Linked DNA regions of Mus musculus: region 1 is linked to region 2. Evidence: chromatin contacts called from public HiChIP or PLAC-seq data. All regions are on one chromosome and are shown on one strand. The core of a region is the stretch at or near the end of the contact, and the rest is flanking DNA. Distances in the headings are between cores, read along the strand shown. Region 1 holds the start of Glrx3 (glutaredoxin 3). Region 2 overlaps Gm36675 (a long non-coding RNA gene).

Region 1 (6,275 bases), core at 2,349-4,848, 1.3 Mb before region 2:
AAAATATTAAAAGTAATTCTAAATATTTAAAGTACCTTAGAAATTTGCAAAGAAGTTTTTTGGTTTTTTTTTTTTTGGTTTTTCGAGACAGGGTTTCTCTGTGTAGCCCTGGCTGTCCTGGCACTCACTTTGTAGACCAGGCTGGCCTCGAACTCAGAAATCCGCCTGCCTCTGCCTCCCGAGTGCTGGGATTAAAGGCATGCGCCACCACGCCTGGCTTGCAAAGAAGTTTTAATGGCATAAGTAAATGCTGACAATATTGGCTTGCTTTTAAAAATTACAGTCGGTGGATAGAGATATAACTCATGGCAGAGTCTGGTATGCCTCAGGCCCTGGGCTTAATTCCAGCAGAGTTAAAAATAATAATAATAATTAAATTAAAACAAGAGACCAGGCTTTGTTCCCAGTATGAGCCCAAGTGTGAAAAACAAAAGAGGAGAGCGAGGTGTGCTGATGCCTGCCTCTAACCACAGCACTCACAAGTACAGGCAGAGGATCAGGAGCTCAAGGGCTTCCTCAGCTACATCTAGGGTTCCAGGCCAGCCTCCATTATGAGTCCTGGCTTCAAAAAGAAGGGCAGGAGGAAGAAGAAAGTATGCACACAGAGCTGAGTTTTGCTCCAATGGCACTAACATGGCTTTGAATGCTTTGAACACCCACAACTATAAAGAGTCCTGGGTTGGTAGAAGATCAGACAAGAAAGTGCTTTGATAACACCACTGCATGTGTTTAATGCGAATGATTATTTACTGCCCAAGATATTCTTATGTTTACATGCCTAGCTCTTATTTTCCACTTAAGCATGGAATGCCAACTGCACATATAACAGGGATGTCACCCTCTTGTGTACTGTATGGAACCAGTCTCTGCCTCATAACAGACAGGCCAATATGTCCAATGCATTGTTCTAGGACAACGTTTACAGAAAGATGGAGTTGAAATACTCATTAACATGGCTCCCTTACACCCTGCACTGGTGCTCAAACCTAGAGCTTTGAACACACACCCCACCACTGAGCTACACTACACCCCAGAATATCTCAATATTTTAGCAGACATAATGAGTCTCATTTCTCCATCAATGGAACCATTAGAGCCAATAATCATTTGCTGTTCTACTGTAGTGCTCCATACTCCAGTTATTCACTTGCAAATTATACTACCAATGCTAAGCGCTACCATACTCTAGACTCTGTGTGTGTGTGTGTGTGTGTGTGTGTGTGTGTGGGTGTATGTGTGTGTTTATGAATAAAGTGGTTTATGAATGGGCACAAACTCTGGTACCCATTTCCCACCCCCACTATATAGACAGAAACTGAGATTTCAGTAACTTACATAAACATAAAACTTACATAGACATAAGAACTTTCATATATAAAAATATATATAGAAAAAGTTACAAGTACGTAAATACGTTAGAATTTTAATATAAAAAGAAAATTTTGGGGCTGGACAGATGGCTCAATGATTAAGAGCACACTAAGTGCTCTTACAGAAGACTAGGGAGTTCCATTCCTAGCACCTACACAGGGGCCACAACAATCTGTAACTGCAATCCCAGGGGAGCCAACGCCCTCTTCTAGCCTCTGAGGGCACTGCATGCTTGTGGTGGACAGCTGCTTGCAGGCGATACAGCAATACACATAAAATGATGAAAAAATAATAATAAAACAAAAAAGTAGACTTCAACCCACACCAACCCTGAAAAGCCTTGACATGGAAATGGCTGCACCCACAAGTGCTATTTAGTATTCTTTTTTTTTTTTTAAAGATTTATTTATTTATTATAAATACACTGTACACTGTAGCTGTCTTCAGACACTCCAGAAGAGGGCATCAGGTCTCATTATGGGTGGTTGTGAGCCACCATGTGGTTGCTGGGATTTGAACTTCGGACCTTTGGAAGAGCAGTCGGGTGCTCTTACCCACTGAGCCATCTCGCCAGCCCGTATTTAGTATTCTTGATGGCTTCCTATCCTTCCCCAGGTGTCACTCCCCAGGTGTCACACAGCATTTCCCATGACCCATTCTGAACAGTCACTGCAGACGGGAACACTGTCTCCCGAGTCATCTCAGGCAGACACCAGTGACAAGAATACATGCAGATGGGTTTGCGGTTTGTTGCTGTTCTTGTCTTGCCCCCCACCCCCCTTGAGAGGAAAGAAATGTTTGTTTCCTGATTTTTTACAATAGGGTCTCCTTATATACCTCTGGCTAGCCTGAAACTCACTATGAAGATCAAACTGACCTTGAACTTGCAGAATAAATGGCATGCTAACTTTTACCCACTAAGGCCTGTTTAACACATGAAACATAAAGACAAACTAAGCATGTGAAACACACACACATAAAAGAATCTTCTCAGACGATTTAAGTTCAAGCTTTTCAGGACATGTCCACACAAGCCCTCATCACTTCAGGAGGCCATCTCTGACGTCCTCCGAAACGCCTGGTAAACGACCTGGCTGGATCCATCAGAAGTCAGCTTCTACTTAATGTTACTCTCATTCTCCCTTTTTCTTTTCTTTGGGGGGAAAAAAATTTAAAATCAAGTAAACCTGAAATGCGAAAGGGTTGGAAAGGACTGGTTTTGTTGTTGATGAAGATGAGTTGTTGTTTTCGGTGCTAGAAGTTGAACTCAGGGTTTCTTGTGTATTAAGCACTAGCTACACTGCCAGCCTCTGAATGAGCTATTGTAATTCTCCTCCATACTGTATGGAGTAGCAGATGTCAGCCAGTCAATCTGCCACCTGCCCACTCTGCTCAGTGAGGATACCAAGGCCCCCACATTAGTGGAGAGAGCTTCCGGTACGCCAACCACAAAACAGAGCTTTAACAGAACCGGTCCATTCACCCGGGAGGAAGCCGAAGGGGAGGTTAGGAAACTTGCCCCAGGATTACAAGCACATAAGGGGCTAAGGAGAGGTTGGGGATCCCCGGCAGTGGGCCCTGAAACCCCTCCCTCACCACTCTGCATGCAGATCAAGGCAGGGCAGCATCCTAGAGCGCCGAGGTCCTGGTTTCCCACGCATCCCCAGGGCTGGCCTCAGGAAGGCTTGGCCAAAGGCGAGGCGCGCGCACCCGGCCGCCGCAGACCCTCCCTTAGCCGGCTGGTGGTTCAGGAAAGCCCGGGACCCTAGCTGGGCCTGCAGGCTGGTCGCCAGCCAAGGCTTCCTTCAGGAGGCGCCACATGCGGGTCTCCGGAGGGCAGGTCCATTGTGCACGCGGGCCGCCGCGGGCCGCTTCCCTAGGAGGGGCTACCGCCGCGGCCCAAGTAGGGCCGCCGTTGGACCACGAGCTCAGCTCCGGACGTGCCGCGTTGGGAAGCCGCCCCCAAGTCCCGTGACCCCCCGGCCCGCCGCCCTCTGGTCCCCGGGCCCTCTCGCCGCCCCCGCGTACTTGGTTTTGAGGCGCAGTAGCTCTTCAAACTGCTGGGCAGAGCCGACTTCCACCACTGCCACGGCTGCCTCGCCTGCCTCGGCCGCCCCCGCCGCCATGCTGTCTCCGCCAGACACCAGCAGTCGAGCGCCGGAGGCTCGATAGGGCCGGACGGACACGCGAGGAGGCTGCGCACGGGGAAGCCACGCCCGCTGAGATCGGGGGCCCACCCCTGACACACTATGCCACGCCCTCCGGCACTGAAGGTCACGCCCTCGGACTGGGAGAACTGGGAGGCTCTGGGTTGGGCTAGCGGAGCCTCCTTGCTTTGTATTGGTGTGCTAACTAGCTAGATGCCTTGGCCCCTGGCTGTTGTAGCTCTGGAGCTCAGAAACCTGTAATAGGAAGGGATGTAAGTATGTGTGTATTGTAAATTAGAGTGAAGTCAGAATAGAACATTGGCAAGCTGAAATCTCACATGAAGCTGCATAAAGATGAACTAGGAAGTCTTAAGACTAAAAAAACAATAGTGTCTGAGCACAACCCTGATAGTCCTTGTACCTCAGTCCTGGAGGAAACTCGAACTCTTCTAGAGGTGCCCTCAGAACCCCATAATCAACCTTCAGTACAACTCTGTGACACCTGTTAGCCGTTGCAGCCTTGACACAAGACCTAAATGGCTCGCCCCATTGCCTCTAAGAACCGTTAGGCTCCTTTTTAGAGTTCCTGCACCTTCCCACCCAGGCCCAGCCTCCATGACCCTCTTACTAGAAGCTTCCCTGTACGGGCAGTGACTCGCCAGTGGTATCTTCTCCACACTCTTTCCCATGCTAAGGCAGGAAGTTCCTTAAGTTTGAGTCCAGCCTGGGCTCTACAGTGAGTTCCAGGCCAGCCTGAGTAACAGTAACAGATTACAGATTGAAATATTTTCGATCGATTGGGAATTAAATATGTCCTTTTACCTCTGCTCACTGAGCCATTTTAAAGAACACAGGAGAGTTGCTTGCGGTGGCCACTCCTGTATCCTATTGGCAGCCCTGCTCCTATGATTACAAAAGCCCTGGAAGCTGTGTCACACACATCTTGAGAAACACCCCTACTAAAAATGTGGATCACAGTGCTCCAAATGCAACAGGACAAATTGTTCTGCTTCTTGGCTGGGGGGGGGGGGGGCAGAACCCCAAACTTAGGACTGTAAGAAAATAAACATACGCCAATACCAATAAAGCCATAGAAACCTCAGAAAGACATCAGGGTCACACGCGGACATTAACATCCTGATTATAGTATTGTATTACAGGTTTGCAAGGTGCGATGGGTTGTATATGCTCAGCCCAGGGAGTGGCACTATTAGAAGGTGTGGCCCTATTGGAGTAGGTGTGTCACTGTGGGTGTGTGCTTTAAGGCCCTCATCCTAGCTCCCTGGAAGCCAGTCTCCTCCTGGCTGCCTTTGGAACAAGTGGTGGAACTCTCAGCTCCTCCAGCCCCACATCTGCCTGGATGCTGCTATGCTCCCACCTTGGTGATAATGGACTGAACCTCTGAACCTGTAAGCCAGCCCCAATTAAATGTTGTCCTTTATAAGAATTGACTTGGTCGGGGCTGGAGAGATGGCTCGGCGGTTAAGAGCACTGACCGCTCTTCCAAAGGTCCTGAGTTCAAATCCTAGCAACCACATGGTGGCTCACAACCATCCTTAATGAGATCTGATGCCCTCTTCTGGTGTGTCTGAAGACAGCTACAGTGTACTTACATATAATAAATAAATAAATAAATCTTTAAAAAAAAAAAGAATTGACTTGGTCATGGTGTCTGTTCACAGCAGTAAAACCCTAACTAAGACACAAGGTTTTATCATTGGGAGACAGTACACACATTATCTCTGTCTCGACACACACATCCTTTATATTTTGAAACAAGTTTTCATGTAGGCCGTGACGGCCTAGAGTTGATTATGAAGCCAAGACTGGCCTTGAACTCACGACCTGCTTGCTTCTACCTCCAAAATGTTGGACTTATATGTATGTACCACCTAGTTGATAATAAACTTACCTACTATGTGTACCTAGTTGGTAATAAATGTATTATTGTTTTTATTGAAATACATTCTTAAGTGGCACAAGCTGACCTCCAATTTGCTGTGTAGCTGAAGTTTGTCGTGCTCTCCTGATCCCCCTGCCTCCACCATCCAAGTCCTGGGCTTACAGGCATGTGCTTCCAGACCCAGCATTTTTCTTTTTCATATTAAGTATATATGAATCTACATCTTTGAATAAAGAGTTGACTGAAAACAAAGACTGTAGAGAACTCTTTGGAGGTAAAATGCAAGAGAAAAGAGGGCCTGGCTTTAGTATGAAACCTTGCCTTCATAAAAGAATAAGAAATAAAATAAAGACTGGATACCCACTGGGATGGTTTGTATATTCTTGCACCAGGGGGTGGCACCATTTGGAGGTGTGGCCTTGTTGGAATAGGTGTGACCTAGTTGGAGTAGGTGTGTCACTGTGGGTGTGGGTTTAAGACCCTCACACTAGTTGACTGGAAGTCAGTCTTCCACTAGCAGCCTTTGGATGAAGACATAGAACTCTCAGCTCTGCTTGTGTCATGCCTGCCTGGATACTGTCATGCTCCCACCTTAACGATAATGGACTGAACCTCTGAACCTGTAAGCCAGGCCCAATTAAATGTTGTTTTTATAAGACTTGCCTTGGTCATGGTGTCTGTTCACAGCAGTAAAACCCTAACTAAGACACCCACTCTGATTGCTATATTTAAGTATATAAACTATATAGCTGAATGTGACATAGAGAAAGGTCTGCCCAAAGCTCCCCAAAGTGTGAGAGCTTGCTAGGCAAGAATGAGAGCTGGGGTGCTAATGGGAGGCCCTTCATTCTTTA
Region 2 (6,096 bases), core at 1,832-4,331:
AGGAACTTGGAGGCAGGAACCATGGAGGAACTCTGTTTACTGTCTCGTTCTTTGTCTCCCACAGCTACATTTCTTACAAAGCCCTGGTCCAAAGTAATATGGCCTGAGACCTTCCACACTAGTCATCAATGAACGCAGTACTTTACAGATATGGCCACAGGCCAATCTGATGGAGGCTGTTTTTCACCTATTTCCTCAGATGATCTTCAGGGGGTCAAGTTAAGAGATAAAACTAGCTAGGAAGTGCAGGATCTGCCTCTGCTTTGACTTTGTATTTCTCAGCCTGCAGACCATGGGCTGTATACTTCAGGTATTTATGGGACTTTCCCATAGGGCCCCAGGACAATTGAATGTCTACATGTAGGATTCAGGATAGTCTCTAATGCTTGCTCCAACAATCCTTCTCTTATCTGGGCATTTAAATGAATGAAAATCAAACACAGCCTCCAAACAAATCTCCAGCATCCCATCACACCAGCCAGTTAGTGAGTTCCACAGTCATACATGAAGAGACTTGGAGAGATTTACATTTGGCGGCTCACAGGACACACAGTCAGAGCAGGAAGCTCCACTTAACTAGAGCATCATCAAGGACAAAGGGCACCTCCTCTTATTCTCAATGATACACCACAGCAGATCTGGACTGCCTACTGAGTAAGGCACTAGAACATCTGCTGGAGACCACCCTGAGCCTCCTAATCCCAGGAGCAGGCAGCATCACCAGTCAGTAAAACCAGTGGAAGGGGGCCTGGAGCAGAACAGAGCTGAGAAAATGAGAGAAGTTGGAGAGAGCAGGAAGCCAAGTCCGGGGTGTTTGTCAGCTTCAAAAAAAAAAAAAACAGTTGGCAAGACTTCCAACAGGCTCCCACAAGGGAAGTGCTTAGCATTGCCTCAACCCACCCTGGCTCAGACTCAGAGACTTCATGGTTTCCATTTTTATTAGCTGTAATAAAACTCAAAAATTAAAATAATACATTTCCAAAGTATGTTATTTGTTCCAGTTGCTGTGAGAAATCCCCACAATCTGAAGGGCCTCGAAGTCAGTCACCTTCTCACCCTGAAGACTGAATGCCTAAAATGGCAAGGTGTCAAGCCACAATTCCTCCAAGGCCTCTTCAAGATGGGCAACTGTTGGCTTGGAGCTGCAAAGTTCCCCAACCTGACCCTATGCCCAGCTTTGTCTCTGCCTTGCGTTCTCCCCACCTCCTCTTGTATGTGTCTTCTTACTTTCTAAGATGACACTTAGGACACAATCTCACAGCCCAGGACAACCTCACCTCCAGATCCTCAACTCAGACACAGCTTTAGAGAAGAGGTCAACTTCCTAGGGAGTCTGGTGCTGACCCTTGTTGTGTAGACAACTGGTCTACCCATTCAGGAAGGCCTATTCACATAAGAATAAACTAAAACAGTTGGGTGATTCACCAAAATTATTCACTGAGGAAAAAAGACAAGCATTGTGGTTGATGGAAGCCCGGAGTGCCCTGAGATGGTAGAGGGGAGCAGGGGAGCAAGGAGAACTAGAGTTCTATGAAGCACAAAGGCAGATTAGTCTCTGACTACCCAGGGCTGGCTTTCTTGGTAAGTTTTGATTTCCATGTAGGGAATAGCCCTCCAGGCTCCTACCCATCTTCCCCTGACAATCAATTGCCTGCTAGCTCCCAAACTCTGAATGTTGAAGCAGCAGCTACCATAACCACTCACCTTAGTCACCGTGGTCATATTCTGAACCAACAGCTAATGAACACTCAGGTTATGTAGGGCTTGACCTTCAGCAATTTTGCAAAGTTTCCAGGACCCAAGCTTCATGAGAACATCTGAGGGTCAGAAACCCTTAGTGAGCACTTCAACACACTCCTCTTTCGTTGGCCTTACAGGGCTGAAACCTTGATGGATCTTAATTGTCCTGTTAAAATACTGTAAATATCTTTATACAAAGTAAATAATACTAGGGACATGCGTTCTTTGAATGAGTCTTAAACCTATTACACAAAGCTTGTATCACAGGCAGTTGTAAGCCACTTGACATGGGTGTTGGGAACTGAACTTGGAGTGTGCCCTCTTAACAGCTGAACCATTTCTCCAGCCCCTGTGTGGTACTCTTTTAACAGTCAACTAGAACAACATGACAAACGTTCTTTATGTAATTCCATATGCAGTGCTTACAAAAATATTTGTGAATACGAAGCAGAAGATAAGCCCATACCCACATCCAACCAAAGTCTTTGTGCTATAATATTCTTTCTCTAACCCAAGTCCTCACTCCAGAAATTAATCTCCTTTCTGAAATTTTTCATTTAATGCTCTTAGGTTTTGTTTTAATCATTGTGTGTGTGTTTGTGTGTATGTGTGTGTGTGTGTGAGAGAGAGAGTATGTGTATGTATGTGTATTTCTGTATATGCTATTATTCTACTTGACCTTAAGTCTGATAATCATTGTATAGATAGTCTATATCTACACTGAAGACGTTTTGCATTGCATCTGATAATTCTATACAACTGCACGCCCATTGCTTACAATGGTCTACTTAAATCCTATTATTAAGAGGGATTCTGATTCATTTTCAGGCTGATGAATTCAGGCTGCTTTCTGGTTTTGCTATCCCTGTTAACATTTCTGTGAACACTCATGCATTTATCTTCTAGAACATATATGCAAAGGAGTCTGTTAATTAGTAAGAGTGAGACTATTTAATCAAGTGTTCATGTTTATAAACTAGTACCAAGTCATCTCGCAAAGTGCTTTTTTCTAATTACACAAGACCCTGCATAAAGAGGAGGCGCTCTCAGCTGTAGCCTCGTGAACGCAGGGCACCATCCAGCTTCCAGCATTTGTCCAACCAGTAACAGAAAGGAGAAGCTTACTGGAATTTTGCACCTGAATTTTTCTGAATTCTGACATGGTCAAGAACTGCTTTGCATATGTTCATGTTTCCGTTTCAGGAAAATATGTCTTCGTCATTTTTGCACATTTTTCTTGCTGATATGCAGGAATCCTCCGCACTCCACATCTGACTCTCTCCAGTTAGTACTGTCCATTGTGACTCTTCCTGGGCCTGGCTTTTCAACAGTCTCTTCATGTACTTTCATGAACAGAAGTTTCTAATGCAAATGGGAAAATCCTATCCATCTCCTCCTTTGTGGTGGGTATATTTGGTGCTTTAAAAAGTTCTTTTCTTCCCTTTGGTCACGACTGTGAAAGGGCACAGTGAAACAGCTTTCTGGAGACCCAGCGGGTCACTCTGTCTGTGAGGCACCTGGAGTTGATTTGCTGAGCTGGTCCTGAAATGGTGAGGCAGGAATCAAGTTTCATTGTTTTGCATAAAGACAACAATTGGCTCACAGTTATGTATTAAATGATCCCTCGTTTCTGGCTGATCTACCGTGCCCACCCTGTCATAAGTCAAGCAATATATATCAAGGTGTCAGTTTCTGGTTCTCCATATCATGATGCATGTGTAATTATGACACTTTCTCCTGGAAATGTGTTATGTCAAGTTACAAACCCCACTATGTTATTCAGAAATATCAGATTATGCAACCCAGAGATCACAGTAAAAACCCTAATAGAAATTAAGTGATAGTAAGGATTTCGAGGCAAAAAGCATTTAGTCATAAAATAAGGTAATATGTAAGCCTTTACCCAAACAACAACTACTCTAATATACAGATATTACATGATATTATCAAATAATAAGGTGATGGCACAACTTATTAGGAACTAAAAAATAACTGAGAAATGGCAAAACCATTAGGAAAACTCCATTGAAATCAGCTATGAATATTCTTTACCTATTTACCTGACTGAGTCTCTCTATCCAAATGCCTGCTCTGGTGTTCTGTTTTCTTACAGCTTTTCATGTCCTGGTTTAAGGTTTATAAGTATTTACATAAAGGGTACTTTGTTAAATTTTGTTACTAAAATATATATTGAAGAACCTATATTTTCTATATGACTATTTTGGTTAAAGTTGTATTTTTGGTTTTGATTTTCCATGTAGGCAACTGTATGGGAAAATAACTGCAATATTGCTCCCTTCTTAACAGTGAGGTCCCCTTTCTTTTTCCCTTGTCAGTGCAATAGCTGGTGCTTACAGAAAAATATTGACAACTTATTAAACAGTAGCTCTTTCTCCCTTTGTCTGATACTTAAGACATTTTTTGATTATTCATTATCCAATGTGTACTATAACATTTTATACCTCTAATAAGTAAAATCTGTTCCTTCCCTAGTTTTCTTATAAAATTTATTAATATTAAAGTTGATTTTCCTTATTGTATTATGAGATTAAACTTCATTAATCATCTGTAAGTTTGAGGTGAATATAGTTAGTCTCCACCTCACAGACCAGAACGGCTTTCCTAGCGTAAACAGGAGTTCCTTAAGATGAAATATAGTTTTACTATGTTGCTGGATCCTCTTCACTGATGTCCTTCAGATTTTTGCTTCTGTATTTATAAGAGAGACATGGGCACTGTCTTTTTTTCCATAGTGCATCCTTCTACCTGTAGGGTCATCAGTCCCCGAAGAGGCACTGAGGATACTCAGTTTCTGTGTCTACTCTTTGAGGTAGATGTGGATTCTGCCCAGGTATCTTTTGAAGCTTAGGTTGAAATTCTTTCTCCCTTGCCTTTAGAAACTCATACTCACGGTGGATCTGGGTTTGACATTTGCCACCCGGGGATTCTGAATTCCCCTGTTTAGGTTTGCCTTTGTTTGCTGTGGTTGTTTTGTGGGGTTGTGGGGTTTTTGTTGTTGTTGTTGCTTATATCTTGATAAATTTTAGTTTCTCGGGTTTTTAGCCAGTTTATCTAATGTTCCCAATCTTTTACATGAGGTTTTCAATATGATTATTTTAATCGTTTTTTTAAATCTCCTCAGTGTCTAAACTGTGTACTATTCATTCCTAATGTTAAGCTTGTCTTTTGCGGCTTTATTGCTCTCCATTAATCCCTGCTGCTCTTTTCCTATGACCATTGAATACGGGCTTTGATCCCTGATGTTGAGTCCTTCATTACTCCTAATATTCGCCTCAAGGGCTTTAAATTTCTCTGGATTTACTGCTTTTGATATACCTCATAAGATTTTATATGAGTATTATGGTCATTATGTATTTAGTTCTAAATATCTTCACATTTTCTTTTTAAATTTTCTTTGCTTGTGCATTGTTAAAATGGTAAGATAAAAGTACTCCAAATATGAGTTCTCCAGGAGTGCTAGTTTTTTACATGAAATATTCTTTTTTTTTTCTTTTTTTATTACATATTTTCCTCAATTACATTTCCAATGCTATTCCAAAAGTTCCCCATACCCTCCCCCCCACTTCCCTACCCACCCATTCCCATTTTTTTTTTTTTTTTGGCGCTGGCGTTCCCCTGTACTGGGGTATATAAAGTTTGAGTGTCCAATGGGCCTCTCTTTCCAGTGATGGCTGACAAGGCCATCTTTTGATACATATGCAGCTAGAGTCAAGAGCTCTGGGGTACTGGTTAGTTCATAATGTTCCACCTATAAGGTTGCAGATCCTTTTAGCTCCTTGGGTACTTTCTCTAACTCCTCCATTGGGAGCCCTGGGATCCATCCACTAGCTGACTGTGAGCATCCACTTCTGTGTTTGCTAGGCCCTGGCATAGTCTCACAAGAGACAACTATATCTGGGTCCTTTCAGCAAATTCTTGCTAGTGTATGCAATTGTGTCAGCGTTTGGAAGCTGATTATGGGGTGGATCCCTGGATATGGCAGTCTCCAAATGGTCCATCCTTTCGTCACAGCTCCAAACTTTGTCTCTGTAACTCCTTCCATGGGTGTTTTGTTCCCAATTCTAAGAAGGGGCAAAGTGTCCACACTTCAGTCTTCATTCTTCTTGAGTATCATGTGTTTAGCAAATTGTATCTTATATCTTGGGTATCCTAAGTTTTGGGCTAATATTCACTTATCAGTGAGTACATATTGTGTGAGTTCCTTTGTGTGTCCAAAGCCTGCCATCTGCTCAGCAACGCCATGAGTCTCTCTAAGGATAGCACTGTAATCTAGAAATGGAGCCTTTTCAGAAAACATTCAGCCCACTTTTATTGTTAGCCTTCACTTCCTTTGAC

What was found. HiChIP or PLAC-seq counts read pairs in DNA pulled down with a chosen protein or histone mark.
Region 1: an H3K27ac HiChIP or PLAC-seq map of large pre-B cells shows a contact between it and region 2, with 5 times the contacts expected there. The contact joins the promoter of Glrx3 here to the enhancer-like site in region 2. A contact is called at or near these places in 3 of 39 promoter capture datasets (the 3T3-L1 cell line, cranial neural crest and hippocampal neurons) and 1 of 115 datasets of contacts at active chromatin or transcription factors (large pre-B cells).

The regions. Positions count from the first base shown.
Region 1 is chr7:137,434,896-137,441,170 of GRCm38.p6, reverse strand. Glrx3 (glutaredoxin 3) reads right to left here and starts at 3,598. Exons shown (of 11, transcript NM_023140.5): 1 at 3,400-3,598. The coding sequence starts at 3,497.
Region 2 is chr7:136,156,491-136,162,586 of GRCm38.p6, reverse strand. It overlaps Gm36675 (a long non-coding RNA gene), which reads right to left. Exons shown (of 3, transcript XR_378573.2): 3 at 2,270-3,282. Among named protein-coding and RNA genes, the nearest start is that of Gm36675, 6.4 kb to the right of the region's middle. Within about 2 kb of position 3,081, at least 8 of the 459 cell types and tissues checked have an H3K27ac peak or open chromatin away from gene starts, as enhancers often do.